Linked DNA regions of Macaca mulatta: all the other regions are linked to region 3. The links are chromatin contacts, called in public Hi-C maps. All regions are on one chromosome and are shown on one strand. Each heading gives the region's core, a stretch centred on a gene start, on an enhancer-like site or on the middle of the called end of the contact. The rest is flanking DNA. Distances are from core to core; before and after follow the strand shown. Region 1 holds the start of AMACR (alpha-methylacyl-CoA racemase). Region 2 holds the start of RXFP3 (relaxin family peptide receptor 3). Region 3 holds the start of TARS1 (threonyl-tRNA synthetase 1).

What was found. Hi-C and Micro-C count contacts between places; a contact is called where the count stands out from the background.
Region 1: a Hi-C map of liver shows a contact between it and region 3, with 5 times the contacts expected there. The contact joins the promoter of AMACR here to the promoter of TARS1 in region 3. A contact is called at or near these places in 3 of 14 Hi-C or Micro-C datasets (fetal cortex germinal zone, fetal cortical plate and liver).
Region 2: a Hi-C map of fetal cortex germinal zone shows a contact between it and region 3, with 3 times the contacts expected there. The contact joins the promoter of RXFP3 here to the promoter of TARS1 in region 3. A contact is called at or near these places in 6 of 14 Hi-C or Micro-C datasets (CD4 T cells, blood, cortical neurons and 3 more).

Annotation. Positions count from the first base shown.
Region 1 is chr6:35,410,627-35,413,501 of T2T-MMU8v2.0, forward strand. AMACR (alpha-methylacyl-CoA racemase) reads right to left here and starts at 1,489. Exons shown (of 5, transcript NM_001266997.1): 1 at 1,170-1,489. The coding sequence starts at 1,416.
Region 2 is chr6:35,335,594-35,338,879 of T2T-MMU8v2.0, forward strand. RXFP3 (relaxin family peptide receptor 3) reads left to right here and starts at 1,290. Exons shown (of 1, transcript XM_015139811.3): 1 at 1,290-3,286. The coding sequence starts at 2,095.
Region 3 is chr6:34,819,054-34,822,278 of T2T-MMU8v2.0, forward strand. It overlaps TARS1 (threonyl-tRNA synthetase 1), which reads left to right and starts at 1,283. Exons shown (of 19, transcript XM_028849367.2): 1 at 1,283-1,450. The coding sequence starts at 1,394. It overlaps LOC106998703 (a long non-coding RNA gene), which reads right to left and starts at 939. Exons shown (of 2, transcript XR_001445238.3): 1 at 834-939.

The sequences.
Region 1 (2,875 bases), core at 239-2,738, 590 kb after region 3:
GGTTCCTGGAATTAAAAGTAATCAAAATTACATAATAAACTCACTGTCTTTACCTTCCTAAGGCTAAAATAAATCACAGAAAACCTCTGGTCATCTACCTAGATAAACACCAGTCACAATCCCTCACCCAGAGGCTATATCCATAGTCCCAGCCAACCTTCCTCCTAATAACAAGACCTTGGACAAGCCTCCTTCATCTTGAATGGAGCATTCTTAAATTATTACATAATCTTAATTATTAAATCATTATTGTTACAAGCCTCAAATATGGCTATGAGGGTTAAATGAGTTAACGCATTTAAATAAGCCTGGTGTCCCGTATGTCAAGGCAGTTGCAGCAGGGATGGAGAGAAATAGTCCGAGTGGGCTAAAGAGCAAAATGACTGTATCGATAATCATTGAAATTGGATGTGGTGAAAGGAAAACTGGAGTCCATGATGAAGTACAAGTTTCGGATTCAGGCATTCACTGAAATAAATAATACAGAAGGTGGAGATGCTGTTTTAGAAGGAAGAAGGAAAGGCTCAGTTTGGGATTTGTAGAAGCTGCCTGGCGGACAGCCTTGACGGCAATGCCCAGGACCTGTGTATGCCAGTGTCTGCGGTTCTGAAAGGGAAAGTCTACAAAAAGGTGAAAATGATGGGAATGGGTAACGGGGCTCCAGGTAGCAGATGCTGCGACTTAGAACGCCAGCGTTTCAGGCAGGGAGCGTAAGCCTGGGTCCGTGGAAGGCTTGAGGGTACAGCACTCCAAAACTGTAGCCGAAAAACCGCCTATATGCAGTTTTCCAGGAGGGGAATCCTATGGCTTTCATTAGATTCTTCCAGGGTTCAAGACCCTCAATTAATTAAGAAAGGCAAATACAGAGCGTTTCTTAGCAAAAAAAAAAAAAAAAAAAAAAAAAAAGAGGAACTTGGGAAGGAGTCAGAGAGGCCAAAGGAGAAACCCAGCAACAGCAGTATCTCAGAACTCAAGTTTTGGACAATCAAGTTGGGGATGAATGATCACTAACAATACCCTAGGAGGCAAAAACATCTAGAAGGCTGGGGCCGACAAGGGTTCTTGCGGCAACAGGGCAAAGGTGTGGCGGGTGCAGCCTGGATCGAATGGCCAGGCCCCCTCCCCTCCGCGGGAACTTCCACAGAGCAGCCCGCGGGGCCCGGGCTCACCGCTGCGGAAGGGCTCCAGCAGCACGTCCGACCGCGCGCACAGACGCCGCAGCACAGCGGCTCCCCGCGGCTGCTTCAGGTCCAGCGCCAGCGAGCGCTTGCCCCGGCCCAAGCGGCTCACGTCGTAATGGGAGCCCGGCCGCTCCACGCGCACCACCCGCGCCCCGAAGTCCGCCAGGACCATAGCACAGAACGGGCCCGGGGCCAGGCCGGCCAGTTCCAAGACCAAGATACCCTGCAGTGCCATGGCGCTCCTCAGTACGCCCTGAATGAGACCGAGCAGCCCCTTGCTCCCGCCCAGCAGCCTACAGGAAGCCCTCCCCAGGCGGGGCGCCCCGCCCCCAGCCCCGGCGCCGCGCCCCCAGCCCCGGCGCCGCGCCCCCAGCCCCGGCGCCGCGCCCCCAGCCCCGGCGCCGCGCCCCAAATGCGCCACCCCTGCCCCTCTTTTGTGCGCCTGTGCGAGCCCGCGGAGTCTGCGCACTGGCGCGCTTCCCGCCCGGTCTCCCGGTACTGCCAGTGGCAAATACGCTAGGTTACTTTTCTTTTTCTGCAACCTAAATTGCTGAGTCCTAAATTGCAGGGACTGACCTTTGGAGTTCCTGCCTGTTACCGTCCTCTCTGGACGCTTTTATTGCCACCATGGCGATCCCCAGCCGTTGTACCATTTGAGCCCCAAGTCCTGCCGTGCTCTAGGGAAATATATAACGTAAACACATAAGAACAAGGCAAAAGCGTTTTCTTCCCTAGGCTGCAGATTGTCTTTTTCACCGCCCCTGCTTAGCTAGCTAGCTAGCTGGCAATTTAATCCAGAAACGGCTTGCGATCCCTCGTAGATGCACTCATTTTGAGTTACAAACTCTGGATTACGTGTCTTTTTAAAAAAGTTCAGACTACACTAGGAAAATTATTTTAGTATCAGAAGAACATCAGGGGTGTGGTGCTCATCAGAGCTAAATGAGAACGCTTTAAAAATGTTAGTTTGTCTTCTGCCATTTCTACAGAAAGCTGCAATTGCAGGTTTTCAACCTAATACGTGATATTTAAGAAAAAAAAAAAAGCAATTGCACATAGCCCCACTGCTTTCACAAATCATTTTCTCTCTACTAGATACAGCCTGTCAGGTGGCCTAACGTAATTTTTGACATCTCTAGGAATTTGAATAGAATCAGAAATAGGTGCCAGAGACATGCCTGCACTAATCTTGAGTATGGGTTTATGTATTTCTCAAGCAAGTGATTAAATCAAAAGCAAAACTTGGCATGATTGTAATCAAGATCTTTTAGGCAAGAAAGTCATGATGAGTTTCAGAATTATTTTAGGACTCTGTGGCTTTCTCTTCATAGAAATAGAAAAAAAAAATCCTGAAATTTGTATAAAACCACAAAAGATCCTCAATAGCCAAAGCAACACTGAACAAAAAGAACAGAGCAGGAAGCAACACACTACCAGAATTCAAATTATGCTACCAAGGTGTAGTAACCAAAACAGCGTACTATTGGCATAAAACAGATGCAAAGACCAATGGAACAGAATAAAGAACTCCAACGTGTATTTACAGCCAGCTGATTATCAGTAAAAACACCAAGAATATACATTAAGGAAAGGACATTCTATTCAATAAGTAGTGCTGGAAAAACTGGAAATCCATATGCAGAAGAATGAAACTAGACCCCTATCCCGCACCACATACAAAAATCAACTCAGAA
Region 2 (3,286 bases), core at 40-2,539, 520 kb after region 3:
AGGAATCCTCAGGGATTCCTCAGGGTCATCTCCAGATAAGAGGAGATGATTTTCGTTTGGTTAGGTTTTTACTAAAGCCCTGACTCCCTCTAGTGGGCGGACAGAGCAGTGCAGCATCCGTAGCAAGGTGTGTGCTCTTTTCAGGGCTAAACGTCCTTTGGAATCAAGATTCTTTTTTTCTTTTTCTTTCTTTCTTTCTTTCTTTCTTTCTTTCTTTCTTTCTTTCTTTCTTTCTTTCTTTCTTTCTTTCTTTCTTTCTTTCTTTCTTTCTTTCTTTCTTTCTTTCTTTCTTTCTTTCCTTCCTTCTTTCTTTCTTTCCTTCTTTCCTTCTTTCTTTCCTTCTTTCCTTCCTTCCTTCCTTCCTTCCTTCCTTCCTTCCTTCCTTCCTTCCTTCCTTCCTTCCTTCCTTCCTTCCTTCCTTTCTTTCCTTTTATTTCTTTCTTTTCTTTTCTTTTCTTTCTTTTTCTGTTTCTTATCTCCTCAGCTTGAAGGTTGCATCCTCTTTATCTCCTTAAGTAAAGCTGGGAGTTCTGTAGGACTCCAGGAGTGAGGACAATTATGCTTAAGACACTTTGGTTTCAGTTTAGTCCCAGACCAAGGGAAAACATTTCAAAATTTTAAAGTAAATCCTTAAAAGTGTAATTTACACCAGAGCGATTGACCTGGCATTTATGTAGACTGTAGTTTGAGAAATAATTCAAATGGTTTCCACTCATTCCCTCGGAAGAGTCCTTAGAATGTACTTCCATTAGTCTGAAAAATGTCTGAAAAAGAATCCTGATGCTAACAGTACTGGAAATAGGAGGGCTGGTGGTTCACGATCAGCCCGGTGGTATCCTCCATTCTATTTGCATCTAGGTAGAGAGACTGTGGGCAGTATGTGATCAGACAATTTGCTGAAGCGCTTTGGGCCTAGGGCATTTAATTTCTGTGAAGTAGGCTCATCAGTTATTCGCTCTGTTTTTGTGTCACCTCTCAGAATACATTAACGTAGGGGCAACCCTTGAACCCAGACTTCTGCCATGTGAAGACCCTTTGAAAATCCTGACAAACACAGACACTGCATAAGTGGTCAGCTAATTAAAGCTGGGAGGTGGAGCTGTCCTTTGTGTATCCAATAAGTACCCATCATCTCATTTGAGCATGAAAAGAGGCCACTGTTATTACTTTAAAGAAGGAAAGTAAGCAGGATAGCTCATATTTTTGGAACCATTTCTCACCAAATGGAATAATTCCAGTGATAAAGTGGGAGTGAGGAAGAAAGAAAAAAAAAACTTCTAATCATAATGTTTGGGAATAAGAAAGAGGAAACTCACGTCAAAATCGACTTTCTCCTGCGGGTGCAAAATAAAGGCTTAAGACTGCTCCTGCTGAAACTTTGGGGAGGAAAACGGGAGCTGGCGGGTGGGCTTTGCCTGCCACTCAGCTCTCCCTCGCGGCGCGGGCGCGGCTGGGTTCAGCACCTCGGAAAGCGCCGCTCGCGGCGCCCCCGGATTACGCATGCTCCTTGGGGCCCGCCGCCTCGGCCATGCAAGTGCCACTGCAACTGGTGAGCACCGCTGGCAACACACCCGGAGTTGACAACCGCAGAAAGACGCAGACACCCACTGACCTCCAGGCAACAGAGCGAGGTGGATGGAACTCTACGATCTCTTTCTCTCCAAGGACGGAAACCTCATCCAAGCAGTCCCAGAGGAAACCGACAAAGGTATTTGAAAGGGAGCAAGCGGCCCCAAATCGCAAAATTGAGCGACTGTGGGAGTTATGCGCCAATGCCCCAGTGACAGCGGGACACGGAGAGGGGAAGTCTGCGTTGTACATAAGGACCTAGGGACTCCGAGCTTGGCCTGAGAACCCTTGGACGCCGAGTGCTTCCCTTATGGGCTGCGCTCCTCAACTCTGCTCCAAAGCAGCCGCTGAGCTCAACTCCTGCGTCCAGGGCGGTTCGCTGCGCGGCAGGACGCGCTTAGTACCCAGTTCCTGGGCTCTCTCTTCAGCAGCTACTTTGAAAGCTCCCACGCACGTCCCGCAGGCTAGCCTGGGAACAACACCGGGGTAAACCGTCCCCAGAACGTGACCTAGAGGTACCTGCGCATGCAGATGGCCGATGCAGCCGCGATAGCTACCATGAATAAGACAGCAGGCGGGGACAAGCTAGCAGAACTCTTCAGTCTGGTCCCGGACCTTCTGGAGGCTGCCAACACGAGTGGTAACGCGTCGCTGCAGCTTCCGGACTTGTGGTGGGAGCTGGGGCTGGAGTTGCCGGACGGCGCGCCGCCAGGACATCCTCCGGGCAGCGGCGGGGCAGAGAGCGTGGACACCGAGTCCCGGGTGCGGATTCTTATCAGCGTAGTGTACTGGGTGGTGTGCGCCCTGGGGTTGGCGGGCAACCTGCTGGTGCTCTACCTGATGAAGAACATGCAGGGCTGGCGCAAGTCCTCTATCAACCTTTTCATCACCAACCTGGCACTGACGGACTTTCAGTTTGTGCTCACCCTGCCCTTCTGGGCGGTGGAGAACGCTCTTGACTTCAAATGGCCCTTCGGCAAGGCCATGTGTAAGATCGTGTCCATGGTAACGTCCATGAACATGTACGCCAGCGTCTTCTTCCTCACTGCCATGAGTGTGACACGCTACCACTCGGTGGCCTCGGCTCTGAAGAGCCACCGGACGCGAGGACACGGCCAGGGCGACTGCTGCGGCCGGAGCCTGGGGGACAGCTGCTGCTTCTCGGCCAAGGCGCTGTGTGTGTGCATCTGGGCTTTGGCCACGCTGTCCTCGCTGCCCAATGCCATTTTCTCCACCACGGTCAAGGTGATGGGCGAGGAGCTGTGCCTGGTGCGCTTCCCGGACAAGTTGCTGGGCCGCGACAGGCAGTTCTGGCTGGGCCTCTACCACTTGCAGAAGGTGCTGTTGGGCTTCGTGCTGCCGCTGGGCATCATTAGCTTGTGCTACCTGCTGCTGGTGCGCTTCATCTCCGACCGCCGCGTAGCAGGGCCGGAAGGAGGGGACGCGGTAGCCAGAGGAGGCCCGGTCGGAGCCAGCGCCCGGAGACTGTCGAAGGTGACCAAATCAGTGACCATCGTTGTCCTGTCCTTCTTCTTGTGTTGGCTGCCCAACCAGGCGCTCACCACCTGGAGCATCCTCATCAAGTTCAATGCAGTGCCCTTCAGCCAGGAGTATTTCCTGTGCCAGGTATACGCGTTCCCTGTGAGCGTGTGCCTGGCACACTCCAACAGCTGCCTCAACCCCATCCTCTACTGCCTCGTGCGCCGCGAGTTCCGCA
Region 3 (3,225 bases), core at 33-2,532:
CGAGTGTTGAGACAAAACTTGCTTAATTTTTCAATCAAGGTTTGCAAAATTACCTCTTAATTTGTATTATAAAAGAAGTCAAAACCCATTTACTAACTAGACCTAGAAGAAAGTTTATAATGAGACTAGATTATTAGTAGTGCTTGATGTTCCAGGAGTTATATTCAATTTTAATAGGCTTAGATAGACCAAACTAACTCCCCACATTTAAATTAGAATGAGAATCAACGGGATCTACTCTTACCTTCTAATGTAAAACAATTTAATTATGCTCATTAGACACGTTTGCCTGAATTGTATCTTAATTTTAACTAAGTATAATGAAAACCAGAGAGCTCAAGATTACTGAGTTTGCTAGATGCAGAAAATTATAGGTTAACAATTATATTTAACTGCTATGTAACATTGTTTCTAGCAGCTTCTCTTAACCCCTTGTTCCCTGAAGGCAGAGAGTTGTAGAGAACAGAACTGATGTTTAAAAAGAAAAATCCACAAAACGTGGTGATGGAGTACGTACGTGAAGTTGTGCCCATTGCGCTTCTGATTTCAAATAAGTAATTGTTTTAAATTGCCTACTAACACAAATTTTAAAAGCCCAGTCGATTCCAAACACACCTAGGAGTGAAAATCCATGGTTATTTCCTTGGGTGAGCTTTATTGTATTTTTGCGGGCGCTATAGAAATGCTCCCCCAGGCAGTACAGATCAGCAGCGGCTAGCAGTGAAGAATGTTCAAGGAAGGGTTTGTCCCCGATCACTAGGACTCGGGGCTTGGGGAGCCTGGACTGCCATGAGGAAGGCTCGATTCACCACTACAGACAGGGAGCCAGAGACCTGAGTAGTGCCGAGAAGTCGGCAGTCGCGCCAGGTCAGAAAGCGCCGAAGCCGCAGGAAATCCCGGACTCCATCCCTGGATTTGTTCCAGTGTCGAAGATGGTATCCAGGTCGCCGAAGTTTATGCCAAGACCGACTTATTATCTACGGTGTCCGGGAAGGTCCATGATTGTGCGACATAAAGGCAGAAGGGAGGAAGGCGCAAGCGCATTGGGGACTTGACTCTGAAAAGCGTCCAGACCAAGGTCTGCGGAGAGTAGGCCTGTAGCTCCTCCTCACCCGCCACAACCTGATTTCCTAGAAGGGCTCTGTCATCCAAAAAGATTTTCCATTGGCTTAGAGGAGGCAGGGCCCGTCTTCTCCCGTTATCCATTGGCTGCCCCTTCCGCCGCAAGTTGGGGGCGGGGTTAGGGCGCCTGTCGATTGCATCAGCTGGTCCAGTGGAGGCCAAGTGGCGCAAGCGCAGTGTTCCCGGGCCCTAGCCCACCTGCGACCCGCCTCTTTGCTCTTCTCCTCTAGGCCGTCGCTTTCGGGTTCTCTGATCGCTTCGTCGTTCGCCAATGTTTGAGGAGAAAGCCAGCAGTCCTTCAGGGAAGATGGGAGGCGAGGAGAAGCCGGTGAGCAGACCTGGTGGGACCCAGAGACCAGCCTGGGACTCTCGTGGGTGCAGACGCTCCCTCGCGGCGGGGGCAGGGGTCAGGAAGCAGGAAGCGGCCGGTACCGCGTGGGTCGGAGGAGTGGGGGACGGTGGGACTCATGGAAAGTCGGAACCCCCTTTGGGAACCGTCCATTCATAAATTAGGGTGGGGCCTTGCAGTTCATCTCTGGGTCCATTCTCTTTACAAATGAGGAAACAGACCTTGATTGAGCGACTTGTTCAGAGCCTCACATCTACAGTAGTTAGACGCGGAGACAGAATCAGAATCTTAGGCTTGGGGCTTCCAAACTCGGGTTTGTGGCTTACTGTAAGCGGGAAACATATTGCAGAGCCTTATTTAATCAATCTCCTAAGATCCTGCGGGGGTAAAGAGCTCCATTTTGAGGAAAGGAAAACCGAGTCCCTGAGATCTGACCCAACTTGTCCAGGTTTGGGTGGTTAAGTATACATTTTGCCCGGCACTGAGCTGGGCGGTGGAGGTGGGAAGATGAGTAGGGCCCAGTTCCCCGACTTTGAGGGCCTCACAGGCTGATGTGTAAGAGACAGGAGAACAGCCCTAGTGCTTTGTGATCAGCTGTGTGGTATTACAGAAGAGGAAGCTTAGGAGGGCTCTTTCGAATTGAGTTTGGAAGAATGATTTCACCAGGAAAACAGGCAGAACGGGGCTTCCCACATAAAGGTAGGGAAGGCAGTGAAAAGGGGCACGCAGGTGAATTGTCTTTCGGGTTGTTTGCAAGAGATATGCCAGAAGGGTTAAAGGAACAGCAGTCAGAAAGATCTTAGGCAACAAGGATGTTTGCTACTTGTATTCTATACATGAAGGATCTTAAGCAGGAAGATTGAATTTGTAAAAGTCACGCTGGCATTGGGGTAGAAGGTGAGGCCACATGCAGAAAACTGTTGTAATAGTCCAAGTGAGAAGTGGTGGCATCTTGAGCTAAGGGAGCCTCTATCCCAAGTCTGTGACAGGACAAGTCACTTAAAAGCCAAAACTTTTTCTTGGTTGTCTACTCGGAATTGAATGGAGCACATTCTAAACCAAGTAAATTTAGTTCTAGATGATAAATGGTGACAATACATAGTTTTTTGTTCACATAAAATGGTATTTTTACTATTTTGTAACTTTTTTTTTTTTGCTTAATAGGATGTGGTCAACAGCTTTCCATGTCCATAAATATTCTCCTGTACTATTCTTAATTGGACTTAATATGTATGGTTAACAAATATGTACTTTTTCCTTCCTGTAATAGTTATACAACGGTTAATATTTATTTTGAGTACTAAGTACGGGTTTGGCACTGTATTAATGTATTCCATGAATTAACTCATTCAGTCTTTTGTGTTTATTTATTTATTTATTTATTTTTGTTGAGACGGAGTCTTGCTCTGTCACCCAGGCTGGAGTGCTGTGGCTGGATCTCAGCTCACTGCAAGCTCTGCCTCCCGGGTTTACGCCATTCTCCTGCCTCAGCCTCCCAAGTAGCTGGGACTACAGGCGCCCGCCACCTCGCCCGGCTAGTTTTTTGTATTTTTTTTTTTAGTAGAGACAGGGTTTCACTGTGTTCGCCAGGATGGTCTCGATCTCCTGACCTTGTGATCCGCCCGTCTCGGCCTCCCTAAGTGCTGGGATTACAGGCTTGAGCCACCGCGCCCGGCCCAGTCTTTTGTTTTTTGTTTTGTTTTGTTTTGTTTTTTCCCTGTCGCCCAGGCTGGAGTGCAGTCGCGCGATGTCGG